Linked DNA regions of Mus musculus: region 2 is linked to region 1. The links are chromatin contacts, called in public HiChIP or PLAC-seq maps. All regions are on one chromosome and are shown on one strand. Each heading gives the region's core, a stretch centred on a gene start, on an enhancer-like site or on the middle of the called end of the contact. The rest is flanking DNA. Distances are from core to core; before and after follow the strand shown.

What was found. HiChIP or PLAC-seq counts read pairs in DNA pulled down with a chosen protein or histone mark.
Region 2: an H3K27ac HiChIP or PLAC-seq map of extraembryonic endoderm stem cells shows a contact between it and region 1. The contact joins the enhancer-like site here to the promoter of 6030469F06Rik in region 1. A contact is called at or near these places in 1 of 39 promoter capture datasets (second pharyngeal arch cranial neural crest), 6 of 484 Hi-C or Micro-C datasets (the MC3T3-E1 cell line, brown adipocytes, cortical neurons and 3 more) and 5 of 115 datasets of contacts at active chromatin or transcription factors (embryonic fibroblasts, embryonic stem cells, extraembryonic endoderm stem cells and 1 more).

The regions. Positions count from the first base shown.
Region 1 is chr12:31,166,616-31,170,594 of GRCm38.p6, forward strand. It overlaps 6030469F06Rik (RIKEN cDNA 6030469F06 gene), which reads left to right and starts at 2,247. Exons shown (of 4, transcript NR_102715.1): 1 at 2,247-2,274; 2 at 2,415-2,524.
Region 2 is chr12:31,216,653-31,220,779 of GRCm38.p6, forward strand. No RefSeq gene overlaps it. Among named protein-coding and RNA genes, the nearest start is that of Gm24613, 40 kb to the right of the region's middle. Within about 2 kb of position 2,424, at least 31 of the 459 cell types and tissues checked have an H3K27ac peak or open chromatin away from gene starts, as enhancers often do. A contact at or near this core is called in brown adipocytes, extraembryonic endoderm stem cells and palatal mesenchyme, where this site is marked.

The DNA of each region.
Region 1 (3,979 bases), core at 997-3,496:
CTTTTAGCTTGCTTATGTGGTAGATTACATTGATCAATTTCTATGATAAATGTTATATTATAGTTATGTTTAACCATTCCTGCATCTCTGGAATGAAGCATACTTGAACTTGATCATGGCAGATAATATTTTTGATAAGTTCTTGGATTTGGGTTATAAGTACTTTATTGAGAATTTTCGCATCTATGTTCATAAGGGAAAGTGGCTATAATTCACTTTTTTGGTAGGATCTTTATGTTGTTTAGGTATCATAGTAACTGTGGTCTCACAAAAGAAATTAGACAATGCACCTTTTGTTTCTAGTTTGTGGAATAATTTGAGGAGTATTTTTGTTAACTCTTCGTTGAAAGTCTAATAGAATTCTGCACTAAAACCATCTATCTCTGGGTATTTTTTAGGTAAGGGAGAGAGACTTTTAATGACTTTTTCTGTTTCTTTAGGAGTTATAGGTCTGTTTAAGTTACTTATCTGATATTGATTTAACTTGATTCACAGTATGTATTAAGAAAATTACCCGTTTCTATTAGATTTTCCAGTTTGGTTGAGTATAGTTTTTAAAGTTTGTCCTTATGGTTTTCTGGACTGCCTTGGTGTCTGTGTTGTGTCCCCCTTTCCTATCTAATTGGGTAAATTTTGCATCCTCTCACTCTCTTTCTCTTTTCTGTATTTTCGTTAATTTGGCTAAAGGCTTGTCAATCTTAATTGATTTTTCTCAAAGAATTAACTTTTTGTTTCAATGATTTTTGTATTGCTTTTTATTGTTTTATGTTTCTATTTTATTGATTTCAGCACTGATAATGAAATCCCTCAATTTCTGATTCAGTAACGAATTATTCCATCACCACAAATTTGTAAACTTCTTATTGCTTATGTTGTTGATATCCAGCTGTGATGGTTTGTATATGCTTGGGCCAGAGAGTGGCACTCTTAGGACATTTGGCCGTGTTAGAGTAAGTGTGTCACTGTGGGCTAGGGTTTAATACCCTAGTCCTAGCTGCCTGGAAGTGAGTAGTCTGCTAGCAGCCTTCAGATAAAGATGTAGAACTCTCAGCTCCTCCTGCACCATGTCTGCCTGGATGTTGTCATGCGCCCATCTTGTGACAATGGACCAAACCTCTGAACCTGTAAGCCAGCCCCAATTAAATGTTTTCCTTTATAAGACTTGCTTTGGTCATGGTGTCTGTTCACAGTAGTAAAACCCTAACTAATACACCAGCTTTAATCCATGGTGGTCAGATAGGATGAAAGGTATTATTTCAGTTTTCTTGAACCTATTGAGGCTTGCTTTGTGTTCCAATACATGGTCAATTTCAGAGAAAGTTCTATGAGCTGCTGAGAAGAAGACATATTCTTTTGTGTTTGGATAAAATGTTCTGTAAATATCTGTTAGAGCCATTTGGTTTATGGCCTCAGCTTGTATTTCTGTTTAGTTTTTATGTGAATGACCTGTCTATCTGACAAGAGTGGGGACGCTGTGCAAAGAGAATGTGAAGGAGCCAGCTGTGACAGTACAAACACAACCACTTTGAACTGAGGCGCTTTGACCCGCTTGGTTACCTGGCTAAGTCCTGGGAAGCAAACTGGGGTATGAGTTAAAGTTGAGTCTTGCTTGCTGTCTCAGTCCTCAGGGTCCCTCATTAAAACCTCAAAAGAGGCCTGTTCACACTGAATCCTTCCCACAAACTAGGAAGTCAACAGACAGCTTTTCTCTGAGGCTCACTTACGTTATCATAAATGACCAGCAGAGGGTGCTCATATTTCCTCCCCTCCAAATGAGCGAACCAAAGAAATATCAAAAAATTTCATTGCAAATTGTGAAACCCATGGAAGCATACCTTCTGTCAATGTAACAGAGTACAGTGGAGCCTCCTTGGTTCTCACAGCGCAAAGAAACTCAGCCAGAAGGCAAATGAAGGAAGCCTTATGTCTATCACAGGTATGAAGAATACCACAGCTATTCCAAAAGTAAAGTATGGAATCTGGAGAAGCTATTTCTCTTCATAAAGGAAAACACTTGGGGCAGGGGGCACATTCCTGAGCAAGCTGTTTCAAGTACACATTGCAGAGCATGTGCAGTTGAAGTTTCTAACTCAAGGACAATGGCAAATGCATTCTGGCCATGGTTAGCTCAAGGCCATGCAGCACACATCTGAAAGGTTACTGTGACAGAAACACTTCTGAGTATGCGCAGTTTATTTTTCTCAAGAATTTTTAGCTGAAACAAAGGAAGAGGACACTTCAAAGGAATGTTCATGTAGAAGGCTGCCAGTGGAGGTGCCTGCCTTGTTAACCAGTTAATACTAGAATTTACAAGTTTGTTATATTACTTTATGCATGATGATAGGCTCTGGGGTGATTTTCAAGTGGTGATTGCTGTATTTTTATTGCATTTATTTACACGTGTGTACACCCAGGTGGACATAAGAGGACAATGCGGGAAGTCGGCTCTCGCCTTTCACTATGTGGGTCTGAGAGATGAAACTCAAGTCATCAAGTATGGTGACCGGCACCCTTAAGGACTGAGGTATGTCACCAGAGCCCTCTTTTTATTTATTAATTACTTTACCCCTTTCTTCTCAATTCCCTTCTAACACTGATTCAAGAAGGATCAATTCAAGAAAGAAATGGAACCAAGGGAAGAGTGAAAGGGAAGGAGGCATCAGTACTTTTCTAGGACCAAATGGGCAGATGCTTAGCTTTGGGACAGTGAACCTTTGGGCTCCACAGGGCTATAGCACCCTTGAGAATCTTGGTAAGTGGTTTCCTCTGGGTCACAGCGTCATGTTCCATGTTTTTGTCCAGTGAATGAGCCTGGGTAGCTTTATTAGCAAGCTCAGGCTGAGTTGTTGTCATAGATGCTTTTTGAAGACTTAAAGAAAACGTGAAGGTTGTGACGATTAGGTTCAATGATGCAGCCAATCCAGGTTCCACAGACTTCAGCACACCAGGCTTCTCCCTGTTCACTGAGTAACATGATCCCCTTCGAGAATGGGTTGAGCACTGGCATTGTTTTAGGTGTGTGTGCACACACACATCTCTGTGTGTGTCTGGGTATGTGTTTACATGTGAGCCTATGTGTGGGCTTGTGTATGGGTGGGCACATGTTTGTGTGTACGTGTGTATGTGTGTATATATGCATGCATGTATCTGTGTGAGTACATGTTTGTGTTGTGTGCAATGGCTTTATTGACAGAAATCACGTACAGACAGATAGTACAAATCAATAGTTTGGGTTCTATCAAAAGATGTGTGGATATCAACACAATTAAGTTTAGCATGTTTTCTTCACCTCAAATGAACCCCTCACTTCTGGATATACACCTAAAAAAAATTAGAAGCAGAGTTTTGAAAGGAGGTCTGTATCCTGTTACTCTTGGCAGGACCCTTAGAAATAACCAGGTGCTAGAGGGAACCGAAGTGTCCAACCAAAGATAAGTGGATAAACAAAATATTGGATATCACAACATAGATAAGCCTTAAGGATATTATAGGAGGTGAAACAAGTCAGACAAACGACCAAAACTATGAGATTGCACTTACATGAGGCAGCTATCCAGAGGCACCGTCACTCATGGAGACAGAAAGGAGAATGATAGTTATCAGAGTTGAGGAGAAAACACACAGAACGTTGCTGGTTACCAGATAGAGTTTTCAGTTTTGCAAGAAAGAAGGTTCTCGAGGTTTGTTGCACAATTGAGTGAATGACTTGATGCACTGAACTATGGTTAAGATGGTAAGTTTTGTAATATGTGTATTGCCCAAGAGAATAGAGGAAAGGTAAAAGGCTACCCTCCCTTTAATTGACACGTGCCCACCCTCCCACATACCCACCTTCATCTAAAGCGCTAACCTTCTTCTATCACTGTGGATTCACTTATTAGAGGTATTTCAGGTAAGAATCATATTCATTCTTGTCTCTCTTTTTTTCTAATATTTTCAAGGTTCACCCCACTGTATCCTCAGTACTTTTCTTTATCAC
Region 2 (4,127 bases), core at 1,174-3,673, 50 kb after region 1:
CATCTCAGCTGCTCTCTATGACCCCTTCATGCCTTCAAAACCAGTACCACCTGAGTGATTTATTTTGGGGTGGGGGGGGGAGGGAGGTTCAAGACAGGATTTCTCTGTTTAACCCTGGCTGTCCTGGAACTCACTCTATAGACCAGGCTGGCCTTGAACTCAGAACTCCACCTGCCTCGGCCTCCCAAGTGCTGGGATTAAAGGTGTGTGCCATCACTGCTCAGCCTCACCTGGGTGATTATTACACCTTACCAAGTTCAGCTGCAGCACAAGATACAATCTTGGCTATCTCGAAACATAGCTTCTTTCTGCTCTCAGAAAACACTTCCCAGAAGACTTCACCTCAGTGATGCTGGTCTGTTCTTAATTGCTGCTAATTTCTTAGCTCCAGTTAACTAGCATCAATTATCCCAATAGTCCCTACTATTCCTGACTTTAAAGCCAGAGCCACGGGCTGGTGAGATGGCTCAGTGGGTAAGAGCAACCGACTGCTCTTCCGAAGGTCAGGAGTTCAAATCCCAGCAACCACATGGTGGCTCACAACCATCCGTAACGAGATCTGACTCCCTCTTCTGGAGTGTCTGAAGACAGCTACAGTGTACTTACATATAATAATAAATAAATATTTAAAAAAAAAAAAAAAAAGCCAGAGCCACATGGCTGAAGCCGCTGAGCTCGGCTGCTTGCTGGAATTGGAATATGCCCCCCTTGTTCTATTACGTGATCACCAGCTTTCGGTTTTCTAACTCCTTCACTGCCTAAGCTTAGCTGTCCTGGAATTTGCTCTGTAGATTGACCTTGAACTCATAAATCTGCATGGCTCTGTCTCCTGAATGCTGGGATTAAAGGCGTGGACTGCCTTGCCCAGACTTAAGCTTTTCATTATAGCTCTTAAACAAGTTGAAAACTGAGAATAGCCACCACAATCCATCACTTATCAATTTGACACACAATTTTATCTTGTTAGATCCAAGTGAAAATAATAACCAGGTCATGATAACACCTAACTTGATATAACTCTCCCTTGTACAATTGCAAATGCACACTTTGGGGGGGGGGGGAATCTTGCCCCAAGGTCACCACTCCCTAAATCTGTTTATCTCCTTGAATATAGGATTCTGCTTCCTGGTGTCTCTTTACTCTTTGAACCATACATTTTGTATTTTTCCTTTCTAAGCTGGCTACACTTGATCAAAATGTTCTTCATGAGAGTAAGCCACAGCACAGAGTCTAAACTGGGCTGTTTTGAGATCTCCTGTCGTCAAGGTGGGAAACATGGCAGCATTCAGGCAGGCAAGGTGCTGGAGGAAGGCATCAGGAGAAGGCAGCCTCAGGCAGCTAAGAGGAAGCTGTCTTCTGCCATGGCAGAGCCTGAACATAGGAGGAGACCTCCAAAGCCCACCCCCACAGTGTCACACTTCCTCCAACAAGGCCACACCTCCTAACAGTAGCACTCTCTATGAGCCAAGCATATTCAAACCACCACCCTCCCAAAGTCATTCTAAACAGAAAAAGAAAAAAAAATCTATAATAAAATTTGTGTGGAGCCATGAAAGACTCAGCATAGACAAAACAATCCTCAGTGAACGAACAATGAGGGAGGGGTTACCATCCCTGATCACAAGATATATTATAAAAGCATGGCATTAAAAGCATGATGCTGACACCAAAACAGATATGTACACCAGCGGAACAAAACAGAAAACCCAAACGGGAGTACACATAGTTTCAGACACTTGATACATGACAAAGATGCCAAAAACATAAGCTAGAGAAAAGAGGAGATCTTCAACAAACGGTGCTGAGAAAATTGGACGCCCACCTGTAGAACAATGAAACATTTCGACTTCTTAAACAATGGGAGACCTAGATAACAAATAAAGTAACAATGTCTGGTACTAAACAAATAGTAACACCCAAACTAACCTAAAGCTAAATCCTGCAAAGAGTGATCAGTAATTTAGGAATTCTAGTTGGCTGGACCAGCAGCCAACTTTGAGGTAGAGAGCTTGGCATAGTATATGCAAAGTTCTGGGTTCAATTCCCAGCACTGGAAAAATAATTTAGAGAGACTATAATGTGGCCACAAGCAATGAGAAGGCTGCATTTCTCTGCTTTCTGGGTAGAAGCTGCCCGTTTCCAGCAACCACTTCCAGAAACCACAAAGGCAAAGGCAAAAGGGAGCTAAACACACCATTTCCCATAAGAACTTTGATGCAACTGAAGTCACACAGCATTCTGGAAATCATTAACACATAGTGTAGAGTTCTCAAAACTGAATTTGAGTCACATGAAAGCCAAGGCTAAGTTGGAGGAGAAATGGAAGTCTGGAGAAATTCTTGATTAGCTCATCTGTTTAAGGTGACCTCTGTTGCTGCCAAGTGGGGCAGCTGGAGTTTATTTAAGCATACTCTGCTGAGCTGGGGAAAGGGGAAAAGGCAAAAACCCGTGTAGAGGCGTAACTATGGGCTGCTCTGCCTTACTATACATTTCTCTTTCAAAGAGAGAGAGAGGAAAACCATTTTTTTTTTGGTTTTTTTTTTTTTTTGGTTTTTTTTTTTTTTTTTGGTTTTTCGACACAGGGTTTCTCTGTATAGCCCTGGCTGTCCTGGAACTCACTCTGTAGACCAGGCTGGCCTCGAACTCAGAAATCCGCCTGCCTCTGCCTCCCAAGTGCTGGAATTAAAGGTGTGCGCCACCACGCCCGGCGAAAACCATGTTTTAAATAGCAATTTAAAATGTCCTTTCCCCTAAAGGTATACCTAAATGGGTAAAATAAAATCTTCCAGTGACCTATTACTAGTGATCAGTAAATAACAGAGCCAAGCACTTACTGATTCCTGATATGACATTCACCGAAAGAACTCAAGGTCCGTCTGAGGTTAACCAAACCAAACAGAGTAAGGTAATGCTGCCCCACACTAAATCTATCCAGTCTGCAGTCCATCAGCAGCTCCTAAGATTTTAAGGATGCCTAACGCTGGGCAGTAGAAATTGGGTAATGAGTAGAGTGAGTTTCTGTTGCTCAATTATTCCTGCCACCCGAGAGATGGGAGTTGGAACACCACACACATCATTAACTACTTCCTTGGAAGCACAGAATTTAGCCCAGCACTCTGGCTCTGTTAAGAAAGACTGCAGGGAAGGGGTAGCCGTAGACTAGAGACAAATGGAAGGAAGATAAATTCGCAAACAAATAAAATCAGAAAATAATTTCAAGCAATAGGAACATGTTTTTGTTTGTCTGCTCTCCTGAGCCATGAAAAACATAATGCACTTTAAAAATGACAGTGTATGAGCCAGGGGGCTTAAAACATAGCACATGGTTCCCACTCATGAATTATGGTTCTGCAGAAAATAAAGCCCAGGACACTGGGGTTCTAGCTCCTAAGATACGGAGTTACAGTTTAAAAGATTCTATGAATCTTTTAATATTTATCTAAATATAGGTATAGAATTTTAGATATGAAGAATAAAAGTCCAAATTCATTGAAGAATCAGATACTGTCTATTCTTGCCTGATATGCAAAGGTGTTAACAGTAAAAAAGGAAATTGTTAGAAAACATCTATGATTTATTTTGATTTTATGTGTATGAGAGTGTGTGTGTGTGTGTGTGTGTGTGTGTGTGTGCGTGTGCGCGCGTAACATGTGCATGGTACCCACAAAGATCAGGAGATGGTGTCACATCCCCTGGAACTGGTCTAACAAGATGGTTGCGAGCTGCTATGTGGGTGCTGGAAACAGAACCTCTGGGAAAACAAAACGAAACACAAAAAAACCAAACAACATCTCGGAAAAACAAAACAAAACAACATACAGGTCGTCTGCCAAAGCAGCAGGACCCACTGACCCACTGAGCTCTCCAGCCGCTGGAATGGTGTTAAAACACCATCTAACTTGGAACTAAGAAAACGTGTCCCGACAAGTAAAAACTGTGGTATTCTGAAGATTAAAATATCAATAAGAATTTTAAAAGCAGATGTGCCTGTGTTTAGAGGTACTCGCACATCTAAAGAGAAAGACAAAAAGAACTCAGGATGCCATAGCACGAGATCTGTGCGCACACGCTTTGTTTGTTTGTAAGAGCACATACTTCATAAAAATGTCACGTTGGGGCCTTAAAGG